2 separate regions of the Rattus norvegicus genome follow, and region 2 is linked to region 1. A link is a contact called in public Hi-C data. All regions are on one chromosome and are shown on one strand. Each heading gives the region's core, a stretch centred on a gene start, on an enhancer-like site or on the middle of the called end of the contact. The rest is flanking DNA. Distances are from core to core; before and after follow the strand shown.

Region 1 (6,567 bases), core at 2,980-5,479:
CCCAAAACATGTAAAGATAAAAATAATAATTTTATAGTCCATTTTGTGTCATCTGTATACTCACTGTGTGTGTGTGAGAGAGAGAGAGAGAGAGAGAGAGAGAGAGAGAGAGAGAGAACTGAGTCCTTCCCCTCCCACACCTTTGTCAGAAACCACCAGTTGTGGAGAGCTACGCCATCCCAATCACACTGTTCTAAGAGTTCTCTTTAGCAGCTTCCTGTCGAGGCTGTTACTTTAGGGGGCGGGGAGGTTGTTGGGGTTGGTAGGGGTTGTCACAGATGCCATCCATGTTCCTCCCTTTCAACTGTCTGTCTGCAGTCCTCCATATCACTCCCTGCTCTTCACGCACGTGGGGGCCAGTGGGGAGGGGGAGGCAACAGGACACACATGACACAGGATGGATGACTGACCCGACACAGACTGATGGATCATGATGGGTCTCCACAAAGTTTCTGGCCACAGCACAACCACAAACGTGGCTCCCCTCTACAACAGGACCCCTGGCCCAGACAAGGAGCTCAGAGGCAGCGGGGACTGCAGGTGTTAACATGGCCCACAGCTGCAGCAGGGCCTTGTAGACAGCGATGTGTCTTCAGGATGCAGCACAGACCACTGATATCCACACGGTGGCCACTTTCTGTAATCTCCCTGTGGATGTGCCTCCAGTCTGGGAAAACGTAACCCAGTGCTTCTCAACCTGTTGGTCACTACCCGTTTGGGGTGTTAACTGATCTTTTCACCAGGGTTACCTAAGACCATGGGAAAGCACAGATTTTTACACTATGATTCATAACAGTAGCAAAATTACAGTTATGAAGTAGCAACAAAAATAATTTTATGGTTGCGGGGGTCACGACAATGTGAGAAACCTCATTAAGAGGTCACAGCGTTAGGAAGGTTGAGAACCACTGCCTTAACCAAAGGGAAAGGCTTTCTGCCTAGTGCTCTGGTCTTTAAGAAGGCAAGGGACTATAAAGTAAAACTCCTTCCAATCTCTGGTGGTTGCAAGGGCCTTTAATCTAAGCAGCAGTGTTAACAGGGCGTGCTGCCTGGGGAAGACACGTTCTGATCCCCAGAGAGTCCTCTGAGGGCAACTTCCAGTGTCTGAGACAGAGCTGGCTTCTCACTGTGTCTGCATGGTGGAAGAGGTTAGGAGCCTCCCCTCACAACTGTCCCACAACTCTGTGACAGCCCAACCTCTCTCACCACAGGGAACTCCACAGAGTAAGAAGGTGAAGAAGTGGGGCCTGGGATTTCCCTCTGAACCATTAGCCTTCACATCCCCAGACGGCCACTGCTGATGGGAACTCTATTTGCCAAAACTGCCATAGAGCACACGTGCACACGTTCTGGTGGCCATCTTGAATGTGTTGGGTAAGGTTCTTTTTTTTTGTTTTGTTTTGTTTTTCTTTTCTTTTTTTCGGAGGTGGGGACCGAACCCAGGGCCTTGCGCTTGCTAGGCAAGCGCTCTACCGCTGAGCTAAATCCCCAACCCCTGAACAGCTTCGTTTTAAAGAGACATAAGACCCAGCAGTGACCAGGAGGCCCGAGGGGGGGGGGGTCAATCGCTTTATCTGTTCACTGATTGTGCTGTCCGCCTGCCTGCAGGTCTGGGGAGTGCTCACGATGAAGGCAGGATATTGCTTTGGAACCCATCTGCCCCAGAACTGAGCTCTCAAGGTCGGGAGCTTAAAACGGGGGTTTCTCTTCTAAAAGGTGCTAGGAATTGAACTGAGGACAATGGGGTCCTGTATTCCCCTAGACAGGCAAGGCCTAGATTGTGCTGGCAGCTCTGACCCAGTGGGAACAGAAGACTTAGCTGTTCTCACAGAGAGATTTGCCTTTTTCTTTTCTTTTTTCCTGTGCCTCCTAAGGAAGAAAGTTTTTCTCCCTGACCCTCAGGGTATGGCAGAAGTTGCAAAGGAATATATTTATAGCTGGTAACAAACTTGGGGTGTCAGCATCAGGTCTGGGAACCTCCTTCCACCACCCCATCAGAAAGGGGGTGGGGAGCAGCAACAAAGGTACAAGAGGGGTGCCTTGAGCTGAGACAGCGTGATGGGCAAGGTTTTATATCAACTTGACACAAATTAGAGTCATCCGAGAGAAGAGAACTCAGTTGAGAAATGCCTCCATAAGATCAGGTTATAGTAAGCCTGTATGTAGGGCATGTTCTTAATTAGTGATTGGTGGAAGAGGACCCAGCCCATTGTGAGTGGGGCCATCCCTGAGCTGGTGGTCCTGGGTTTTATAAGAAAGGGCTGAGCAAGCCATGAAGATCCAAGTCAGTAAGCAGCACTCCTCTGTGACCTCTGCACCACCTTCTGTCTCCAGATTCCTGACCTGTTTGAGTCCTGACTTCCTCTGTAATATGAACAGAAATGTGGAAGGATGAACCAAATAAACCCTTTCCTCCCCCAGCTGCTTTGAGCATGGTGTCTTATCACAGCAATATCAAGCCTACCTGGGACAGATAGGAAGTCGCTTTATGTTTGTGGAATGCATTGAAATAGCCCCAAGTCTCTAGCAAGGATAGGACTTACCTCGCAGGAAAAGAAACGGTGTTTGACGGGCTGGAAACCGCGAGGGTCTGGCGCCACCTAGTGTCTTCCTGGATCTTGTGGCTCATAGGACGCTCCTTTTTTTCTATGGAAACTGGCTCTAGCCTCCAAGGGGACTGAAATGAAGGAGACAGTTTTTCTGCAAGGGGCTGTTCTGCCCACGATGAGAGACAAGAGTTTGGTGGGAGACGCTGAAAAGCCACCCTCCTAATGTGTCCCAGACAAGATTGTTTTGGAGGGGAAGGAAGTAGGAGTGACTCATATGTAATATTTAGAGTCCAAGTCTCAAAAGATTGGCTCACACTAGGGGAAAAAAAATACTTGGCGCTATTTTATGGCTCCTGTACTCTTCATTTTCAACCCAGTTTTTAGAGCTCTCAGAACCAGTACAAGGGCTCTTTACAGATTCCTTCAATCTGCTGTTTCGGAACCAGCCAAATCTTGGTTGTCAGCCTCGCTTTTGTGCTGGCTCAGCACCTGACTACCCTCTAACTTTAACTTTCTACTAGTTACAGCCACTATTTGCTATTGCTCTCATTAAATTATTATCATTCAGAGAAACAACTAGAAGGGCTATTAGTACCCCCTATCCCGTTCCACACACAAGAAAAAACGGTGCTGGTGGAGAGAGGAGGCATGGGACTGCCCACTTCGCAACACGCACGCACGCACGCACGCACGCACGCACGCACGCACGCACCTGCAAGCGCACCTTTCCAAGGGGATCCCTGACCCATGCCTGCTCTAAGAGTCATTTACTTTTATTCTCTGAGTGTTTGCCTGCACAGACGTATGTGCACAGGTGCATGACTAGTGCCTCCAGTCAGAAAGGGGTGTTGGATCTTCCGGAAGGATGTGATGGGATTGGAGTTGCAGACCTTTGTGACCCACCATGTGGGTGCTGGGAACTCCTCTGTTAGAGCAGCAAGGGCTCTTAACTGCTGAACCACCTCTCCAGTCCCTGCAGGTTTTTGAAGAGACAAATATCTTTTACTTCCTGCCCTGGGCCATTCACTGTGACCCCCAAATAAGGGGTCTTGCTGTAAGCCTCTGCTGTACTCAAATGTCCTGCACCAGCCCTCAACACGGACACTTCCTGAGGCTGCCCTTCTCCGTGCTCGCAAACCACTCCAGTGGGCTATCCAGAGCACAGAGCGAATCCGCAGCGTCAGGAGCGTGAGTTTGTCTTTGTCTCCTGCTCTTTGGCTCTATGCAATGGGAAACTAGGAAAATAACCTGCCCACTCCTGCCTTCTGTTCCCTTCCCTCCCGACCCCCTCCACCATGCTCTGTCAAACAGACACACCTCCAGAGGAAGGTTCTGGAAGGCTGCTCTGGAACCTTACTTAAGCATTCAGAGTCTGAAATAAGGTTTTCATGGGGTACCACGCAGCAGCAAGACCCAACCCTGACAGGAGCCACAGGGAGTGGTCTGGAGATGTTGTGTAGGGGCAGGACCTGGACCTCAGTCCATCTGTTCCTCTCCAATTCTGTGACTTGTGACAGACTACTTAATGCCTCTCAGCTGCACCATGAAGCCCTCCTTTACCTGCTGCTAACATCAGTCGCTCTCTTCCCATCCTTACTTTTGCTTTCTTTGGTTTTAGGTTACCCATGGTCAACTAGGATTTGAGACTAGTGTTATTTTTTTTTTAATACTTTAACCTCTTTCCTGTCTTCCTTCCTGCTCCTTCCACTTTCAAAGTGACACACGCTAGTTATTGTTACACATATGTATATTTGCTTATAAGTGCACAGACATAGAAATGCACCCTTCCAAGTCTGTTTTGTTGCTGTTGCTGCTGTTCTGTGTGTATGGTTTCAGGGCTGACTACTTTGTATTGTTCAAACAACTAGGGGGCTCTTTCCTGGGAGAAGCTGTCTCTCTCTCCTCTCTCTCTCTCTCATCTTCGGTTGCCTGGAGTTCTTCGTTCAAGAGTCTAGTGTGAGATTTCCCCCTTCCGTGTTAGCATGTCTACTGATATTGCCATCCTGGACATAAAAGTACTGAGTGAAAATTTTCAGAAATAATCAATTCTCATACTTTAAATAACCATTATTGCAACATATTGTTAGAGTTGTCCTATTTTATTATGAGCTGTTATTGATTGGCTATTCTACCTAATGTCTACAATGTCTATAAAGGAAAATGTATTCACATAAGGGCACTGCTTGCTATTTCACTGTCTCGGAACATATCCTCCTCAGGTAAGAACCACTGCAGGGGAATGCATGTCTATGGAGCCTTGCAGGGTGTGAGGTGCATGAAGGTGTGGGAAAGGAGTGGTGTGAGTGTTGCAGAGCTCAGGGGGCACCCACTGTGGCCTTCTCAAACTCCTTCCCTCCCCACAAAGAAGTCTGTCTCCTTCAAAATGGATTTCCAAGACATAACACACACACCACAAACCTGACCTACACACACACACATACATACATACACACACATACACACACACACCCACAGACCACACACACACCACAAACCCGACCTACATACATGTACATATACACACATACATACACACACACATACACACACAAACCACAAACCCAACCTACAATACAGCCCCACAGACCACACACACACACACACACACACACACACACCAAACCCAACCTACAATACAGCCCCACAGACCACACACACACCACAAACCCGACCTGCACACACACACACACACACACACACACCACAAACCTGACCTACACACACACACATACACACACACATACACACACACACACACACACACACACACACACACACACACTCGCCAGTGTTTCCCACCCCTAAAAAGTAATCAGGGCTGCTTATTTATTTTTTAGAGTTAACCTGGAAGACAGCTTTTCCAATAAGAGCGTGGTGGCTGGCCGGCCGGGACTGCACGCACGTCCCTTAGCGGAAGCAGGAAGGGCAAAACAGGAAGCTCTAGTCAGCATCCGTGATTTGCAGGAGGAAGGGCCCCAGAGGCTATTCCTGTGTGGCTGGAAGGACACAGAGGGGAATTGTCTGTGATCGTGCAGCAAGCTAATGCAGCCACAGACAGCAGTGCACCCAGCCTCACAAGAAGTATGGCACACAGATACAGCTTGGCATCCCCTCTCCCAATGCGCCCACTTTGAAAGTCTCTTGATTCTTCACAGGCTTTTGCTAATTTAAGACGCCTCCATGGCTTGGCAAATGTTGAGCTTCTCCACTAGAGAGGAACTAGCTTGGAGAGGCTCCAGGGGAACAAAGGCCTCATTAGGATCAATCATTTATTCCGAGTACACATGGCCAAAAAGCTTTATTGACGATCTTATATACAACGCAGTGGTAATTAAGACTATAATGCAAATGACTTCAGCTTAGCAACTCCCTCCGTAAAAAGAAATTTACTAAATTAAGTCTGAGGTTTCTGAAATTAGGTCTTTAAAAAAAAATCCCCTCTGTTATAATTAACCCCTCTCCTCCCTGCCATCCACCCCCTTGTTGATGAAATTAGTTTAAAATCCAAGCCACAGTTGGTGGTGCTGTGCACTGGTACAGTAGCACTGGCTCTTGGACATTCTGGTCTGTGATCTATCCAGGGAAGCCAGCGGGAGGGCAGGGGTCTTCAAGGCCAGTTAGAGGAGGAGAAAGTCCCGTCGGCAGAGAAGAGGCCAGTTAGAGGAGAAAGTCCCGTCGGCAGAGAAGAGGCTTTTCAGCTGGCGTCTGTTCTGTTTCTCTCAAACCTGACACAAATTAGCTTCCTTTTTAAAGAAGAAATGGCTGACCGCTTTGTTGCTCTGAAGGTGCGGGGGAGATCCACGCTGCAGAGGTCAAAGAGACAACGCTTAAACCATATAATCTGGGACCCCAGACCCTGTCCCCTGAGTTGCAACGGTCGCTGGCCTCAGCTCCTCTCTCCTGATCTGCCCCAGCAGAGGGCAATGCCCCCCCCCCCACCTCTGCCTGCCAAGAGCCCTGCTGAACTCTGGCCTGAGACAACTGTACCAGGAGCTCCAGCCTCCCTAACTTTAACCCC
Region 2 (6,567 bases), core at 1,487-3,986, 110 kb after region 1:
AGGTACAGGCAGGAGGATCAGGAGTTCAAAGCCAGTCCTGGCTACACAGGGAGTTAGAGGAATTATATAAGACCCTGACTCAACAAACAAACAACAATGTGTTGAGCTTAATGTGTCGAGCTGGAAGGTGGGGGCTGAAATGAGAACCTTGGCAATCTCTGCTGGATGTGCCAATGTGGCTGCCAGACAGAGCTGGGCTTTGCTTGAGATTCTGGAACATTCCATCATTCCGTCTGGATACCGCATGGTACAGATCAGGCTTCTGTGAATGGGGAACAGAGGCCCCACCCAGTCCCTGATTTGATGGTTCCTTCAACTGCTGTCCCCTGCTCATCTGCAGCGTGACAGGAAGAGCAGTGACACTTGCGGGGAAAGGAGCCATTGACAATAATATGTACCATTGCCTGTGAGGGAACACATGGCATATTTGTGGCCATTTGCTTAGGAAGAATTGCAGAGGGCTAGACCTCATTTAAAGGACTCGTTTTGTTTTCTGGAAAACAGACTGAAGGCCTGATCCTGGTACTGGTTACTTGGACCCCTGAAGTCGAGTAAGCTGCTGCCAAGGTGCCCTGGCAACAGTGAAGACTAGGAAATCAGGCCCCTTAGACCATGGAAGGCCTTCCCCACTACCTCTAGGCCCTGCTTGTCCGTCCTGGGTCCAGGGCATCAGGCAGAGAGTGCTTGCCCTGTTTTTGCCACCTGAGTACGTGAAACGATAACTCGGCCAGTATATACACAGCTTAAGGGCTGGGGTGTGTTTCTTGGTGGCTTAACAAATAAGGGGCAGAGCCGGAAATGATAGCTCGAACTTGTGATTCCAGCATTCCTTAGGAGTATGAGATTCAGGAGTTAAAGGTCGTCTCTGACTACATAGCAACTTCAAGGCCAGCCTAGGCTGCCTGCTACCCTGTCTCAATAAAATAAAATAAGGCTGGGGATTGAATATAACAGTGTAGAGCGTTTGCCTAGCATGGGTAAGACCCTGGATCTCCAGAACGACAATGAAATAAAAGATTTATTCACTCCAAGTTCTACAACTAGAAATTAGACTGATATTTGAACCCTGGCCCTGGACTGACTAAGTAATGCGGGATAAGTAACCACTGGATAACTTCTCAACAATCAGAGCAAAGTGTGCAGTGGCTAAGGGGTCCTTTCTTGCAGCTTCTGCAGCCTTTGGGACTTCCCTGGACCATGTTCCTCACTTCTGGGGTGGCCTCCAGCACCTCATATGCTGGTCGCTCCTTTAACGGAACTGAAAATACTTGCAGTATTTTGCAAAGGTCACCTGTTACTAATCATCTATCCTCCTGAGGACTCAGACCACAAGAACACACACATACATGTGAGAGTGTGCACACACACACATGTACACACACACACACGCAGGAATGCATGCACAGGCATTAATCTGGCTGGTTTAAAGGCAATGAGAGGCAGGAAAGTAGACCAATTGTAGAACACAGTTTCCAGAGGATTAAGTAAACCTCAGTGCAGGGCCAGAGAAAGGCTGGGACCTGCCCCCAGGGAATCAATTCTAAGGACCTTGATAAAATGAACAAAGCTAGGGTAAGCAAGAAGGGTTAAATGGGATGTTCTCTAGGAGAACAAACTAATTAAGTGGTTGGTCTTGTATACCGTTATTCTCAGCACCTTCCCGAGACGCAGTAGAGAGGGCCCACCAGGTTCAATGACCATCAATAAAGACCACCCATACCGCTTCAAAAAATATTTTTGGTTTTGAGGCTCTGCTCCTTCTCAAGGTCTTCCCCACCACTTTGTTGGGTTTCAAAAATCTGTGAAAATGACCCAAACTTTTATACAAACTCACGGCTGAATGACTAAAAGCATGGACTTCCGACGAGCCACACACTTGGAACACTGTTTATAACCAGCTAGGGAAACGTAGCCATCAGCTACCGCCTCGCTGGCTAATTAGGTCTAACAAGGCCTACTTCTCCTGACTTTTACCAGAATCAAATGAGAAGTGAATGCAAACTCCCTGGCACCGTGCTTGTCACACTGGGGCCTTTGTGAGTGACAGCGCAGTCATTAAGTGAACCAGAAAGAGGCATCGAGGGCGTGGCATGTGCATGGGCGTGGCGTGTGCATGGGCGTGGCATGTGCAAGGGCAAGGTATGTGCTTGCCAAGCGTTCGTGATGATCTGAGTTTCATCCCTAGCAGTTTTTATTTTATTTTTAATTATTTGTACATGGGTACGTGCACATATGTGCGTGTTGTGAAGGCCAGGGGCCTCATTTGACCCGGATGCTAGAGTTTCAGCTCGGTGTGAGTAGTTGTCCTTTGCAAATGCCGGAACCGAACTCCAATCCTCTAGGAGAGCACCCGCTCTCAGCCATCTCTCCTGCTCCTAGTGGTTTAACAGAGGCATTTCTATCTATCCTAAATCAGGGGCGACAAATCTATGAAACAATCCTTTCTGCGGCTCACGAATAACAAGGTATATTCAGTGGTATCCACCCAACTCTCTCAACAAGGTTCCTGGGCCTGGCTTACAACTTCAATGCCACAGTGGCCCAGAACCAGGAGGAGGGAGGAGGCGGGTATCACTGTATTATACACACAGTCATTTTCCCTCTGTTGAAAGTTGTCTGTCCCTTTGAGGACTCTAGTTCCCAGAGAGCAGAGGCCGCTGGGAAACAGGAAGTCGTGGTGAGCCAAAGAGAAAACCCCCAGATGGAGATCAGCAGTAAATCTCTCCGGGCTACACTGTGGTCCGAAGGCGGGAAATTCTTAGAGACGGTTAGTTTGGGAAATTCCCTCAGAGACAGAATGGAGATGGAAAACTGCTTGTGAAAAGAATCTGGATGAGAAAGCCAATTAGCAGTTGCCGGGGCGAGGCGGGGCGGGGCGAGATGGGGGTGGGATGCTTCAGCGCAGCCAACCCCTTACATCTCCATCCTGCTGGTTACCCCAGGGAATTAATGCCTGGTCTCCTGGCCTCTGGCCTGAGCCTGAGCCAGATTCACTTCCTGTTAGGCACTCCCGTGACCCCCGCCCACAACCACTCCAGTGGAAAGCAGTCACAGTTTGACCTGTGACTTTCCCCCATTGTCCTGCTTAGCAAGCTCATCAGGTTTTACTGGGTTCTAATCTAAATGTGACCTTGTGGTCACATTCTTAACTGCAGTTAAGCTCCAAGGGGCAGAGAGGAATCCTTCCCATAGGGAAGAGGGGAATAAAAAGAAGACTCACACGCAGATCTATGATTATGGAGGATTTAGAATGATATGTCCACAGATGAGCTGGTGCAGACATTGCAAAAATGCTTTGAGAAGGGTCCTGGCCAGAAATGCCTTTTCAACCCCCTATCTACCTCCACATGCAGCACACGTGGGTCAGGACGACTGCTGGGGCTCATAAATCATGCCCATTTGGAAACATAAACCACGCTCCTATTTGACGTTCTGTTGTATGTGGAGGATGAAAGTGGGGGAGGGGTGGGAGGTTGGGGTTGAGAGAAGTGGTTTTATAGTTTGTTTTTGCTTTGATTCTTAGAGACAGGGTCTTGCTACATATACCAGGCTGGCCTCAAACTCACTATGCAACCCAGGCTGACCTCCAAGTCTCGTCAAGCCTCCCACCTCAGGCTCCAGGGTGCTGGCATTACAACTGAACCTCACCAGATCTGGGCTTTTCTTTTTTTTCCGTGTGACTTAAATGGCTGTTTCAGCAAGATGACAAAAATGAGCTTTTGGTAGAAGAGAAATAAAAACAGACTCCCTTATGGCCATTTAAATTTATCTCACTATATACTTACGCAAATAGATCCTAAGCGTAGGAACGAATGTCTTAAAGGAGACTAGTAAGAAAGTGTGCTGTCTTGGAGCACATGTGCCCTTAACTACACCTAACCATTCTGGAATTGGTGCTGACAAATTCTATTTTCAAATAGTTTTGAGTGCCTTTAACACACCCTGGGAAGACCACTATTGTGATGTCTTCAGACTCTGTTCTATTCCTCATTCACCTTAATTTCTTTCTTTCTTTCTTTCTTTTTTTTTTTTTTTTTTTTTTTTTTTTTTTTTTTTTTTTTTTTGAGACAGGGTTTCTCTTTGTAGCCCTGGCTGTCCTGGAGCTGGCTCTGTAGACTAGAGCTGGCCTCTGGTCTCCAACTCAGAGATCCACGTACCTCTGCCTCCTGAGTGCTGGGATTAAAAGTATGCACCACTACTGCCTGGCTAATTTCTGAGTTTCTATTAGAATTGATTTTCCAAAAATTGAGAAGATTCTCAGATACCTAATTGTTCCTGATAGAAAAAGCTGGAAGTTTCTTGTCTGCATCTTCCTGGGGACTAGAACAGTCTTTAAATTCAGTAGATATGACCAAGAAGATTATGAAGGTCAAACTTAACGTCCCAGTCAGGCCCCTACTCCTAAACACTGTAGAAAGTCAGTATATCCTCAAGGGTTGCCATTTCTATTCCTTACCTGGAAACCTCTGAGGTCGTCAATTTTCAACTCCTAACAAGAACAGATAATATTTCTGATTTCAGGGGGACATTTTAAAATTTGTTTTCTGCAGTACTGTAGTTATGAATGTAAAATTAATTAATTAATGATGTATACCAGAGAGGGGGGAAGCCTTTGGTGAAGACACAGATGCAAAACGGATTGGGTTTAGGTAGACTCCAACATGGATCTTGGAGTAATAAACTACTAATAAAAGAAAAGCACGGGGCAACCTTGATGGGAGTAAGCCGGTTGCCTTTGCCCCGGGAAGTTTACAGTGTTTTGAACAATTGTAAACACATCAGTGTACATGGATACCGTTCCCATGGCAGCATAGCAACAGTTAGGAGTTTCTCCAAACACACCAAAAAGGAAACTAAAAATAGCTCGCCTTCAACATCAAAATATGCACATATACATATTCATCGGTGTACACAAAAATGGGTGTTATTAGAAGTTTTGCAGACACCAGCCTTTCGCAAAGCATGCCACAGTTAGCTTTAAAACAAAACCCAAACACCAAGGAGTCTCCATCCCAGCCCACTGAGGAGCTGTTGGCAAATGATGGTGGCCAGGGGGAGGAGAAGTCTGATAGGCTGCCCATGTCCCAGGGGATACAATACAATGTTTAAAAAGAAAGCAGTTAGTTCTTTTAGAAACCGAGTAGAGAGTGGGGTGTGGTGGTTCCTTCCTAAACCCCAGCCTTTGAGAAACAGTGACAGGTGGATTGTTGAGAGCTCAAGACCAGCAAGGCCTACAAAGTGAGACTTGTCTAATGTAACAAAACCAGAGTGTGGAAAGGTAGCTCGGCAGTTAAGAGTCCAGCTGCTCCTCCAGAGAACCTAAGTTCGGGTCCCAACAGCCACATCAGTTAGCTCACAACCGCCCAACACTCCAGGAGTCCCTACGGTCTCTAACTACCCTCCCACACACAAACCCACACACAGCCGCACACACACAACTAAAAAATAAATGATAAACATTTAAACTAAAAGAAGCAAAGGGAGGCCGGAGGTGTACCTTTGTTGGAGTGCTTGCCTAATGGGCACAAAGTCTTAGGCTCTAACCCCTGTACCACCAAACGCTGGATGTGGCCACACTCAAGATCACAGAGTTCCCGGCCAGCCAGACCTGTGTCAAAACAAAGCAAAACAATAGAATCAGGAAGAGACCAGGGATCAAAGAGAACAAGGTGGAGCCTGCCTAGCCGATAGGATTTGAGGCTGTCTTCCCTTCTACATTACTCTTTATTCTTTGATAACCTAAGACACGTTCAGGATGAGTTTGGGTTCTGTTTCCCACCTATCCACTACTCTCTCCCCCTCCCCTCCCCTCCTGCTAAAACCTTTCTTCCCAGCATGCCTCCCTGCCATTTCCATGTCTTTATTTATTTGAGACAGGATCTCTGCTGTCCTGGAACTTGCTATGTAGACCAGGCTGGTGTGGAACTTAGAAAGATCCACCTGCCTTGCTTCCCAGAATGCTTCCCAGTCACACACCACTGTGCCCAACTCATGTCTAATTCTGGGATCCACTGACTTAGGGTTGTCTGCACGAGCATAGACAGGGCATGACTTACTGAGATACTGGCAACTTACCAGTGACTGTGGCAATAAAGAAAATGTCCCCTTTCCCAAAGCAACCATTAACTGCCAAGAGTCTCCCAGGAAGGGGTGGTCCTCCTGAGCTCCTGTACTGTCCGTGATGTTCAACTAGAATTGTCCAGGGAACCTCGAGTCGTAGTGTCCTTCCCTTTCCACTTTCCTGCTTCACAGCAGCACTGACTTTGAACCTAGGGCATCACACACACATCTCACACACACACACACACTCACACACACACACACACACACACACACACACACCACACATCACACACACACATCACACACACTCACATACACACACACACACCACACACATCACACACACACACACACACACACACACACACACACACACCACACACACACACACACACCACACACCTAGGGCAAATGCTGTACCACTGTGAGACTCCCTAGTCCTCCAGGCTTGGGACATCCAGGCCTCCAGCCATAGCTTTGGCTGCCCTGCCTAATACTTGCCTT

What was found. Hi-C and Micro-C count contacts between places; a contact is called where the count stands out from the background.
Region 2: a Hi-C map of Schwann cells shows a contact between it and region 1, with 4 times the contacts expected there. The contact joins the enhancer-like site here to the promoter of LOC120096689 in region 1. A contact is called at or near these places in 3 of 12 Hi-C or Micro-C datasets (the A7r5 cell line, Schwann cells and frontal cortex).

Annotation. Positions count from the first base shown.
Region 1 is chr14:99,289,911-99,296,477 of GRCr8, forward strand. LOC120096689 reads right to left here and starts at 4,230. Exons shown (of 4, transcript XR_010057619.1): 1 at 2,544-4,230. LOC102549056 (a long non-coding RNA gene) reads left to right here and starts at 6,339. Exons shown (of 2, transcript XR_359731.5): 1 at 6,339-6,567.
Region 2 is chr14:99,397,710-99,404,276 of GRCr8, forward strand. It overlaps LOC134481798 (a long non-coding RNA gene), which reads left to right. Exons shown (of 2, transcript XR_010057620.1): 1 at 1-2,767. Among named protein-coding and RNA genes, the nearest start is that of Peli1, 55 kb to the right of the region's middle. Within about 2 kb of position 2,737, at least 40 of the 93 cell types and tissues checked have an H3K27ac peak or open chromatin away from gene starts, as enhancers often do. A contact at or near this core is called in Schwann cells, where this site is marked.